Regions from separate parts of the Anser cygnoides genome. Here region 2 is linked to region 1. Evidence: chromatin contacts called from public Hi-C data. All regions are on one chromosome and are shown on one strand. Each heading gives the region's core, a stretch centred on a gene start, on an enhancer-like site or on the middle of the called end of the contact. The rest is flanking DNA. Distances are from core to core; before and after follow the strand shown.

Region 1 (6,090 bases), core at 2,154-4,653:
CCATCCTGACAACTTCCTGCACGGGAGTTTTCCTTGGAGACTGACTGCAACTCCGTGACCACATTTATCAGCTCATAGAGAGTTACTCTCTGTATCCTCCAGAGCAACATTCAGCTCTGTCACAGGTGAGCTGTGTCACCAAACATTCAGTGAAGACTGTTAAACTCACCAGTTTCATCATCCTTCTCCCCTTGCTGTGTTTTGGAATCAAAATACTTGAAACTGTCTATTCGAGAAGAAATAATTTTATTGTTTCCACCTTATAAGTTTCATTGTGAATGGACAGGACAGCTTGCTAGACAGTCTCTCTCATGATTTTGGTGAGTTTCTGGATCTTTGTCTTTGTTGACATATCCACATACTTCTCCCCAATATTGACAATCATTCCACCAAGGACCGAAGGATCAGTCTAAAGAAGAAATATTGAACAGGAATTCCATTAGCAAAAATTTGCTAACCTAGTATACAATTTTTACATTTGTAAAAAGAGCCTTATTTACGACAATTTTGCAGACGCTACATTCCAAAGTTAAGATTTTAGTAATTAAAGCATCATCAGGTCTAAAAGAAAGCACAGAAGTGTATTAAATAAAATGAATACACACCATATTTTTATTGTTTGTTCCTTTTTAAAGAAAAAAGATCAGAGAGAGAGAAGCCCAATTTAATATTAACTTGATTAAATATATGTATAAATCAGAAATCCGTACCTTGGTCTCCAGCTTCAAGACCTCTCCCTTCGCCAAGAATCCGTTCAGAGCACTTTTTAGGTCAGTAAGACTGGCATCATCCAAGGGCTGAAAGATTTGAACAGAAGACCAGGAAAGTGAAGGACTTCAAAAAAAATCAAATGATATAATGAGAATGCTAATTTTTCTCTTCAGATTCTTATAATGAAAGGCACTTCCAGGAAGGCAGAGTAAGCAGCCTTCTTGGACAGCAATAACCACATGACAGCACAGATTGTGTTCTCTGCATACGTATTTCTAGCAACAGCTTAATGTTAACATCTTCAGAAAGCAAGCATATTTACTTGCCAAACTGAGCACTCAACAGAAGACCTTCACAGCATCATTTAGGCTACATAAGAAAAGATAATTTTTGCTGTTTCTAACAGTTCAGATTATCTGCTTAAGAAAAAAGTTTGACAAAGCACGGGACAGCGACTCAGGACACGGGCAGAGAGCACCCAGCCCTGCTGCTCTCAGCTAACTACACCTCTCTCCATCACCATGGAGGAACTCTGCATCCCTGGGGGAGAGGCACTGTGAAAACGCCCTTGCGTTCCCAGTGAGCTGCTCATACATCACTGTGACAGAAATGGAAAATATCTCACAGAGGAGCAATGGTATTGCATTACCTGAAATGTAAATAATTTCTATTTAATAGCTAACTGTTGAGAGCTAAAAGAAACCATCACCACAACCACCAAAACAGGCAGCAGGAGAGTAACTTTACTTATGAATTATTTGGGAAAATTCATGAAAAGGTTTACAAAGGCTTTTGAGTTTACACATCCCTGAAGGCTATCAACTAGATTAACAGTCTGTCCTTGTGGCCTACAGAGAGCCAGTCACCCTGAGATAGGTGAGTCTTTTTACTTAGTCCACTAGGCAGTTCATTTTAGCCCCACTCAAGGGCAAAAGAGTTACTTTACATACACAGCAGGCAAGCTTCCTGCTGTAACAGACCTGGGCATGGATCCATCACCAAAGAAATTACTGAAGTGCCAGAATCCCCACATCTCCAGCCTTAACTTTACAGCTTACAGAGACATCATCTTCGCTCTCACCTTTATAAGCATCAGCAAAAAGCGTCTGCCTTTGAAAAAATCCTCCCACAGCTCCAGAATTAGCTACTTGCCCAATAACTGCATGCAGCGAATTAAGTAGCTGCTTCTTGTGAAGCACAGTACCAAACACCACAGGCATTTTTAGTCCTCAGCTATCTGCCTTGCTCTAGCTAATAGCTGATCTGTTAGCTCTGACCTGATCAGTACCATCTTGGTGACAGAAATAAGAGCAGAGGCAGACAAGGCTGACTTCTATCAGCCATAGGGTTCACACACAGGAATTATGTTACCTGTTAAGCTGATACAGGAGGAACGCATTCAATTGCTGACCAACAACTATTGGATATCAAAACGCTACTTGCAGAGAGACTTTCATCCTAGGAGAGGTGAGATTTTTCCTCACTACTCACACAGCAAGACGCTTATATTACAGAAAGCAAAATAAAACTAAAGAGGTCTGCCTTTTATGTCACTATCTGTTAGGGTCAACCTAGAGATTCCTGACCTACCTGTGCAGTGGTGACCGTGCACAGCACCTCTCCTCGGTACGCGCTCATGATCTTCCCAAAGGCAGAAACAATGCCTGGAGTGTAGCGCAAGCGACCGTTTTCAGCAAGCAAGTCTGGAAGAGGTAGATGTATTGAAAGGGTTTAAAGCAACCACTAGAAGCAGATCTGGTTAGCAACCAGTAATAACCGGTAGCCTTGGATGTTTTTCAAAATTCAAATGATTACTCACTCATCAGGTTGACAGTAATAGGGGACATCTTCTCTTTTGCTAAAGCATCATTTACAGCTTTTTGTTTAACTGTGCTCTTGGTATGAGGGTTCATAACAACACTGGACAGTTTGGGGTCCTTCAAAAGAGTCTAAGAGGACACACGTGCAACGTTATAAAAAACACAAGTTCTCCAAGCCTAAACAAACCGTCCAAGTGGGCAACAAGGTCACTCCTCGAGCAAGCCCGAAAAGATGAGAAGCATGCAGGTGGGACGACGACAGCCCCAGGTGCAGCTCATTTACGGGAGGTTTCTTTTAGGGGTGATGCTCCTCCTTCCCCGCCTGGGCCCACAGACCCACCTCCCTCCCACCAGGCAGGGCCACCCCGACACCCGGGGCGACGCGGGGCGCCGGGCTCCTTACCCACACGCGGAGCAGCTCCTTCTCCACCTGCTCCAGCTTCTTCTGCTTGGTGGCGGCCGAGTACAGCGCCGTGGCGTAGCGGCCCTCCAGCCCGTACACCTGCACGGGGGGCTGCGGGCGACAGCGCGGCTCAGGGGAGCCCCGGGACGGGGACGCGGCGGCTCCGACCCGCCCCCCGCACCCGCTCCCCGCTCACCTTGACCAGCTTGGACACCGGCCTCGCCGCCGACGTGCTCAGCTGCCGCACCTGCGGGACGCACAGCGGTGGCCTCGCACCCCCTCGCCGCCTCCCCTCGCCCCGCACGGCGAGGGGAGAGCCCGGCGAGAGCCCCCACCAGCCCCCCGCCGCCCCCCGCCATCACCTTCAGGGCCAGCCCCGCCGCCGCCGCCATTTTGTCCGCCCGCCCGCCGCTCGAGGTCACGGCGCCGCCCGGCCCCGTGTGGAGGCAGCGCGCAGGCACGGCGGCCGCACCGCCCCCTCTGCGGCCCGCCGGGGGATGTAGTTCTGTAGTTGTGCGCCATCGCTGTCCTCCCTCAGCGCTGTGGGCGTCCTTAGGTACGGCGCCCTCCGAGCAGCCTCGGCGGGCCCGGCTGGGAGAAATAGCCGAGGGCTTCGGCGCCCCGCAAGCCCGCGGGGTGAGGCCAGGCTTTGGTGGCTGTGCTGCTCGGTGGAGGAGGCGGTTGTGCCCGGCTCGAGGGCAAACGAAGTGGCTTTCCTCAGGAAAACCCGCGGGCAGGGGTCTGTGTGGGGGTCTCGACCCAGCACCTGCCTGCTTTGCCTGTCATAGGTCTAGTGACAAGCTGCCCGCAGCCCTCGGGTTGCTTGGGGCTGTGCTGGTGGAGGGGAGGCCTGCGGGGCTGCAGCCCCTCCTTCGGGGTCACCCCACGTCCCCCCTGCCGCCCCAACCCCTTCCTCGCTTCCCACAAGGGTCCTGTAGTTACACAACCCTGCATCCCTCTGTTCGGCTGTAGAGAGCAAGCCTCTCGCAAACTCTGCAGTGGAGAAAATGTCATGTTTCCCGCAGATGTTTCTGCTGTCCTCTAATGTGGTGAAACTGCCTCTGAGATACAACGAGCTGTTTCCTCCCCTCAGATAAATTAGGTCCATATATCTTCTGGGACAAAGAGATCTTCCAGGTAAAGCACAGTGTAGGTAGGCAGGCTGCATTTCAGCTCTGACTTTGCCAGAGTCTCCCAGTGCGACCTTACGCAGCTCGCTCAGCTCCTGCTGAACTGTCTTCAACAATTAAACACCTTCTCTCCCTGATTATTCCGTCTTCTCTGTAAACTAAAAGGATCAGCTGCTCACAGAGCTGTTTCAAAGTTTGAGTAATTATTTTCTGTGGTGTGAGCAGGTCAGGTGGAGGTGGTATTAAAATACGAAGCATTGCATTAATGGCAAGCATGCTACGTAAGTATGCAGGGCAGACTGGGAACACTAGATGTTGCTGTTGCTGCAAATTGAAAAATTAGTGCTCGCTAAAGCTACATCAAAAACAGAGAATTAGACTAGCACTCTTTAGGAAATAGAGTCTGAATAAGAAAGCTGGTATAGCATCCCATCAGAAATAAGATGCTATAACCAATATGTGTTATTCTGGATGCTGGAATTCAGCGCCTGCAATCACCAGTTGTATTTGCTCTGGGGACGTTCAAAGCCACAAGTATAGTTCATGATAGCTTTTACCATTCTAACACCATTCTTCTTGATATTTTTAATAACTACAGTACTAAGAAAAACACATCTAAAATGAAGAAAATGCTTTGTTTCTCTTTAAGGAAAAACATACATTGTTTATTTTTTGTGGTAATGTGCATACACTGAAACTTGGGAAAATTACAGAGAATGCATTTGTTTGAAATGGGGTCCTGTATCCAAAATTTCATTAGAGTAACTCTGAAACACTCTATGATCTTTTAGCACTCCATGATCTTTTAGCCACTATCCATCATATTTGAGCAGTTGTGACAGTCCAGTGAAGTTCCCACTGACTGGAAAAGAGGAAATATAATGCCCATTTTTTAAAAGGGAAAAAAGTAAGACCTGGTGAACTACAGGTCAGTTACTCTCAGCTCTGTGCCCGGCAAGATCATGGAGCAGATCCTCCTGGATCCTATGCTAAGGCACATGGAAAATAAGAAGTTGATTGTTGACAGCCTCATTTGTTTTTTCCTTCTACAAAGCATTTGAACTCCCTGTAGTGCCTCTCATCATTTGACATTTACCTCTGTCCCTTGTTTCAGTGTGTTCATGTAGGTCCAATACCACTGAGCACTCAAGCACGTACTCCAATTACAAGCTCCTCCATGAGAAACAGCTGGAAGAACATCCACTTGCAGGTCTGTTGGTTTATGTGGAGGTCAGTGCTTGTGGCATTGTAAGCTCAGAGTACTCATTCTTAGGAAATATATTGATATTATAAGCATCATAACAAGCATTCTCCTGCTGAGACAGACTAGATTGAAATCCTACTAAATATATCCTCTCTACTTCTATTTGAGAAATCTTCAAAATAATTTGAGTTTAGATTAATTTAAACACACTCTGGTGCTTATTGAAGACATGAACTTCACACATGCCCAGCAGCCACAGAGCTCACTGTAATCAGCACTTTTAAGTCTCTAGAAAGAATGTGATAATTCTTTATTATTCTAGCAGTGGGGATGTGTTTCAAGCAGGGCCCAGCTGCATGAGCCATCATAAAACTCGTAGTAAGACAGACCATTCCACAGAGAGCTTGCAGCACGTAGAGGTAAAATGAGATGAAGCTTGTAACAACACATCTGGTGTCCCCATGATCATGAGAGCATATCTGTTTATTTCCACAAAATATGCCAAACTTAGCCTCCACCAAACTATGGCCAACTCCTTCAAAAAACACATGAAATACCAAAAACCCCTCCAGTAATTAAACTAATGACTCAAAATCTTTAAGGAGGTTAAGAACACGAAGTGCTTTAGACCCTCACCTTGAAAATCACCTGAAACTTTAGCTTTCGCCCTGTCTGGAGCGCTCCTCTGCACCTGCTAGCCCGTAATTGCAGCCAGCTGTTTCCCTTTGGCTGAGCCTGGTATTCCCATACTCAGCATGGGAGGGTCCCAGAGCAGCCGGGGTGTAGCTGCAAACAAGTTCCTGACCTCTGCAAAAAGTTTAT
Region 2 (6,045 bases), core at 926-3,425, 160 kb after region 1:
GCAGCCAATAAACATATTTTTTACCTTATATATATTTGAAAAAGATCATACAATCATATCTAGGCTGTAGCCACCCACCCCATCCGTTCAGAGGTCTGGGGCCAGGAGGCAGCGTGACCTCTTCCTCATCTCATTCCTCTCATCCCCAATTTTGCCCAGAGGTCTGGGATCAGCCTGTAGGGTCACAGGGAGAGAGACACAGCCTTGGTGTGAGTGCTTCTCCTGCTCCCCCATGCTAGGTCAGTGCAAGCTGTGGTGGTGCAGAGAGAGGTAGAGGTGAGGACATCTGCATGCCCCACTGAGGCTCGGCTGCATCCAGCAAGGCAGCTCCAGGCTTCCTTTGTGCCTGTCCCAAGCGGTAAATGAGGTGCCAGATTGCTGTGTCTTGTGTGCAGAAGCTCAGCAGGCTGAGAAGCAATTCCCCTCTCCTGTCCTCCTCAGAGGGGGGGTCTTCCGAGGAAGGCTGCTGCTCAACGCGCCACAGGAGATGACCTGAGAGGAGCCTGCGGTCAGTACTCCCCGCCTGTTAGCAGGGGTGGAGGCAACCCCTAATAGTCTGAACACTCAAGTGCATTGATAGTCTGCTTAAAATAGAGTGGCGGGGAGTTTTACGACAATCCTGCAGTCTCTTGGGAAACTCTGATGAAGCAAATGGTTCAATGCAAATAAAACCAGACAGGTCAGGAAGAAGCTTTTCAAGCATAAAATACCAGGCCCAGAAATATCAACTGAAAAATGTGCAAACTTTTTTTTTTTTTTTTTTAAATGTGAAGTCTATACGAAGTTAGCCTTGCTGGTTGTAACCATTTCCTCAGCTCCCACACAGCAGTCTGTCTTCATTTGCTGCTATGTTTTGTTTAGAATCAAAGCTTTCACGGACTGCGATCTATCTGCTTTATGTGTTTGTAAAGCTCCATATACGTCTCGGGAGTTGTTTGAACAGTAATATTAAGTAAATAGAAGCTAGTTTGGGCTGAAATGCTATAAAATATATACTTCAAAGTCCTGTAAGGTTCTTGATTAAGTATATATTTGATTTGGGACCGCACCTATGTGTGAAATCAGATGACAGAGGTCCAGGTGAGCTCTCAAAGTGTAAGCCAGATGTGTTGTGAAGCTGTTTTCATTCTTATTAAGCCCCTGGTGCAATCTGAAAGGATAGTCTTTCCCAGACTTCTGTGGTACAAGCCTGGAGTTTTCAATAAAAGTAGAGAAATGAAAGTACAGATTAGAGCATCTGCTTTTTTTTTTTTTTTTTTTTTTTTTTTTTGCTAAGTGACAGTTGTTGATAAACTGGGTCATCTGAAAAGTGTCTGGAAGTGGGATTCATGTTACTGAACTTTAGAAGTCTGGGGGTAGGTGTCTACACCAGAGCTGCTCCCCTGAGGACTTTGTTGCCCTAATTTTGGTACCTGCTTGAGGGTGGGATGAATCATGCCCTGCAAAGCACCTCAGCTGGCTGACTACAAAGGAAGCCTAGCTCAGCGGTTGGCAACTGCATTGGGGGAAGCCTGCATTTGGAGTAGACGAATCCCGAATCAGAGGTTTTTATGCACAACAACAAGATGATTGATACCGTGAAGGAAAATTTTGTTCCTTTCACAGCAGGATGGAGGTGATGGGATCTCTGGGAAATACAGCGTATTGGGTTTTCCTAGGATGCTTTTGCTTCTTGGAGCTGGTCCTGGAAATGGTACTAAGGAGAACTATGCAAGGTAGAGCTTATTTTTCCAGGCTTGTATTTGAGAGTATCATAAAACCTGGCAGAGGGCATATCTTCATGGGCAGGTACAGGCTAACTTCTACCCAGAAGTCAAATAGCTGCATTAGCACACCTAGCCAAGAAGCCATCCTGGAGAGCAGAGAAGACCTGAGCTCTGCCTGTACATGTCCACACAGGCATGATCTGAAGCAGTTGTCTAAGAAGGATGGCAAAAACCTACTGCTGGAATTGAGAAAGGTCCGGACCCAGCTTCTCTGAGGTACATACAAAAGGTTACACACAGTGAAATACTGGGCAACCAGAAGTGCCCTTGATGTAGCCTGAGCAGCTACATTACAGGAAATGTTTTAGTGATGAGGGAGTATGAGTAGTTAGGGACGGAAGGGCTGTGGAAATAGCAGAGAAGCAATCTTGGAGAAACTGTCATGATTCATAATAGCTGGGCATTACAGGGTAGCCAGAGTCAGAGCAGTCCAAGCAGGTACAAAGTCAGCATCAAGCCCCAAGCCTCTCTGTCTCACTGTTGTTCACAAAAGCAAGCGGGGAGCTGAGGCACATGAGGCACTCTGGGACACTTCTGGCAGCATGTCCATGGCACAAAATCGCTGTTGTGTGATCTAGCTAGCAGCAGCGACCGTTCACAGCCTGCCCACACAACCATGCCTTCAGCTGCTACGTGACCTGGCAGTGCAGAGCGTTCACATGACTGAGGGATGAACTATGGCCTCAGAAGATGCAAACAGAATATAACATGTGATATCGAGCTGTTTATAGCAAGGTGTTACTAGTTGCCTTGAAGCAAAATCTTTGCTCCATAGTAAGCTCCTCGCACAGTGAAAGGGGAGGAAAAAAAATAGATGAGGCCTAGTCGGAAGGTAAGAAATGTGGGCTGAGACGTTCTCTAATTGCAAAATGGAGGGTCTACAATCACAGGCAGCCTCTGTACACATGAGAAAAAGAAAGCCAACAGACAGAAACGGTTATGTGTGTCATCATGAGAAAAAGCAGAACTGACAGAAGGGGGAGACTTAGTAACTGTGAGCAAGAAAATATTCTGCTGTCATTTGTTTCTACTTTTTTTTTTTCTTTTTCTTTCTGGGAAATAGGACTTTGTGGGCACACTTTGTAAATAGGATCTCACCAAAGAATCTCTCTGATGTTGTCATTAATTTTTTCCTCCTTCCATAAACAAGCCTAATAGAAACTAGCTCTAATAGCGCGGTAGAATGTGCCCTCAGGAAAAAAAAAAAAAGAAAAAAAGAAAAAAAAAAGACAAGTTGCTTGAAGAGAAAAATCTTGGAAATATGATTTGTGGCACAGTTTTTATTTAGATCCGGATGTAGGATAAGATATATCCATATTTGGCTCGAACTCTTGACATGAGATTTAGAAGAGAAAAAAAAAGGGTCCCCATCTGAACTGAGGACCCGAGAAAACTTAGGTTCCAGGCATATCCACATGAGACTTTCCAAGATAAATTAACAGCAGGCCAATTTGTAGATATTCAGCTGGACTTCTTTCTACGGACAGAGATGTGAAAGAAGGCTAAGAACACTTCACACAGCTGTGTGATTTTCCAGGGGAAGTGACCCTCCATTTGTAGCAGCCCACCAGGAGAGCAAGCAGACAAAAAGGTAGAATTCAATTGCTAGGAACCCTATTAGTCAAGATTTGCTCCTGGTAGGCATCAAAGTCAAAAGGCAATTATAGGTTGGTCTATGATATTTTTCAGCTCTGGGAAACATTGTTATATCTGATTTAGAAAACAAGAGGATAACGCAGAAATTCGGGAAGACTGTTCAGCTAATTGCTGTTGTGGTGATCAAGAAGAACTGGCTAGAAAAGGGTTGCCATCTCTTTAAAGCTGGCCAGGAGAGAGACTCACAGCAGCCTAGGGAAAGGTCCTTGGAACCAAGATGCTGAAGTTCAGCTCTTGTGTCGAAAGGTGGTTTTGGGTCTGGGAACTGGGCAAGAACAGAGGACATTTGTCTACTGAACAGGCAGTAAGGCTATGAAATGCACAGCTGTGACAGACAGCAGTTATATATAGTCATTTCTTAGAGCTGTTAGCAGTCAAGAGAGCACTGTTCTTCAGGGTCTTGAGTTCCTGCCTGCATCTTAGCTGTGGGAGACAACAGAGTCAGTGCGAAAGAGAGGGAAGGGTGTTTAAAGTTCCCTGATAAAGCTTCAGGCTGGGAAGAGCTTTTTATTAATCTGTTATTCAATGTGAGTGCTGCTTATTGGCGCACAGATGAAACACCTAAGATTTGGCGGGGCGGGGGGAATCCTGAAAGCTCTGCTTTCTCCCAGGGTATGCAGTTCATTTCTGCACATAATTGAAAATTGGCCATGACATCTGCTGTATCTGTCAGGCGCTAGCACAGACACTGACAATTAGCAAACTTTCTCATGCAGTAGCTGAACACGCTGGTCGTTACCACAGCTGAGATTAGAACCAGGAACCACATGCTTCAGAGAAGCAGCTCCACCACTGTGTGATGTATGAACCAAGAGGAGGCTTCTTTCTAACCTTGCCAGTGCTCAGCTCGCTGAAGACGAACTTCAGCTATTTTCTCACATTCAGAAATCCCCATATTCTTGTAGGAAGTGGGAGGTCTAGACAAATGAAAGATTTTAGGCGCTCCTATTTGGGGAGCACCCGAGGGAAGGACTGTTTGAGTAATTTGTTTGTACAGTGCCTAAAATAAAGGGGCCCTGATCTGTAGTGTTAAGGGAATAGAAATAATAACAACAACAGTAGTCTTTCCTTTTTCAGTGGGGGCTCCTTACAGGATGAACGTAGAACGCAGTGGGCTGGACTTGGCCTGCGACAGACTTGTAAAATTGTTTTTCTTTTTATTCTTTTTATTATTATTTTTAAGCTCTGTGTGGATAGACTCTTTCTGACATCTGAATATGACTTATGCTCTATCGATGTGACGAGGAGGAATGTGAGAGCTGGCTCTGCCTTTGGGTATAGGCAGATAGGTTTCTATTGAAGACGGAGGGTTGGACAAATGCATCCAAGTATGGAATTTGAAGTACCAAAATTACATCCTGTGAGTTCTGAGTACACAGTGACCACACTACAGGTTGTTGATTTCCAGACCTGCTTTATAACTGGTGGTTTTCTCCGTGTGACAGACAGGAGACAGCCCTTCTCAAGGACTCTGACAGCCCTGGCTTTGTACAAATGCTTTATCTTCAGAGGATGCCCGCATGTCATGGGGCATTTACTGAGATGTGAAGGCACTGACTTGAATAAAAGCCGAGCACTCAGTGTTCCCAGCTCAGCCTGGCTCCCCTCTGGTAGATTTGAGGCACAGAGAGGGAGGGAATTGAGCTGTTCGGATCTTCCTTTTTGTTCAGATATAACTGCACAGAAAAGTAAATGAGTGCTTTCAGACTGAGTCCTCTCACTCCTCAGTAATGAAGATGCTGGTATGTGCATTGCTGTGTTTTCCTCCTTTAGCCTGTTAGCTGTTCATGCTACAGTGGAACTGCTCCCTGCTGAATTTCACTCGAGAGGCAGCTGCTCTTCATGGGCCAGGGTCACCAGCAGTAGAAGCTATCAAAGTGAGCTGGACTTTGGGGGGTTACAAGTTGCTTTTGACATGTTGCTTTGATCTCATCCTCTTCATCAAAGTTCCTGTGTAATGGCCTTATAAACACCTTGCCTCAAGGGTTGCGGAGCCCCATCTTCATCTTTTATGGTAGGTGGTACTGTGGGCTAATACTAAGAGAAGCTGCTCAACTAAGATGTTGGAAAGGTCAGTGCTGCCTTCAGCAAGGAAAAGTTGCTTTATCCTCATCTTTGCTGTACCCTGATCCTTGTTGTTTTACCCTGCAGTTTATTGAGTGCTGATTCCACAGAGGACTTCTCTTGCTTTTTTTTCTGATTGTTCTGTCACTGAATTGTGTAATTAATGACTTTAATATGGCAATCATAACGTGAGGCAGTAACAGAGACACTCTGACAACCAAAACAAGTGAAAACCCCTGTAAGATTAATGCTCTTGTTCTTTCTCCCATGGTAAAATGTCAGTATTTTAGGAGAGAAAATGTTTTCAGCTGTGCACAGAAGGGTTTTTATTTAAGTGACCACAATTTCAGAGTTTCCATTGTGTTCTCATTCTCCCTCTCTCTTTCTTTATGAACATGCTAGTATCATTTATTTAAATTTCTCCCTGTTTTCATTGGAATGTAGTTAATTGACTTGGAAGGAGTATAATCTCTTGAAGAAAAACATGCTTACCATGTAAATAGCTCCCTCTGAAAAGGTTTGCAAAAAAGCAGATTATGTACAAATTCTTAGAATGCTC

Evidence for each region. A called contact is a pair of places that touch in the nucleus more often than the background predicts.
Region 2: a contact with region 1 is called in a Hi-C map of liver, with 4 times the contacts expected there. The contact joins the enhancer-like site here to the promoter of ATP5PO in region 1. A contact is called at or near these places in 3 of 7 Hi-C or Micro-C datasets (granulosa cells and liver).

What each region holds. Positions count from the first base shown.
Region 1 is chr1:113,646,884-113,652,973 of Taihu_goose_T2T_genome, forward strand. ATP5PO (ATP synthase peripheral stalk subunit OSCP) reads right to left here and starts at 3,404. Exons shown (of 7, transcript XM_048071552.2): 1 at 3,297-3,404; 2 at 3,131-3,181; 3 at 2,935-3,045; 4 at 2,531-2,660; 5 at 2,302-2,414; 6 at 711-797; 7 at 230-409. The coding sequence starts at 3,326. The coding sequence ends at 296. It overlaps LOC106043402 (a long non-coding RNA gene), which reads left to right and starts at 3,454. Exons shown (of 7, transcript XR_010825360.1): 1 at 3,454-4,071; 2 at 5,179-5,274.
Region 2 is chr1:113,812,571-113,818,615 of Taihu_goose_T2T_genome, forward strand. No RefSeq gene overlaps it. Among named protein-coding and RNA genes, the nearest start is that of KCNE2, 90 kb to the right of the region's middle. Within about 2 kb of position 2,176, at least 1 of the 3 cell types and tissues checked has open chromatin away from gene starts, as enhancers often do. A contact at or near this core is called in liver, where this site is marked.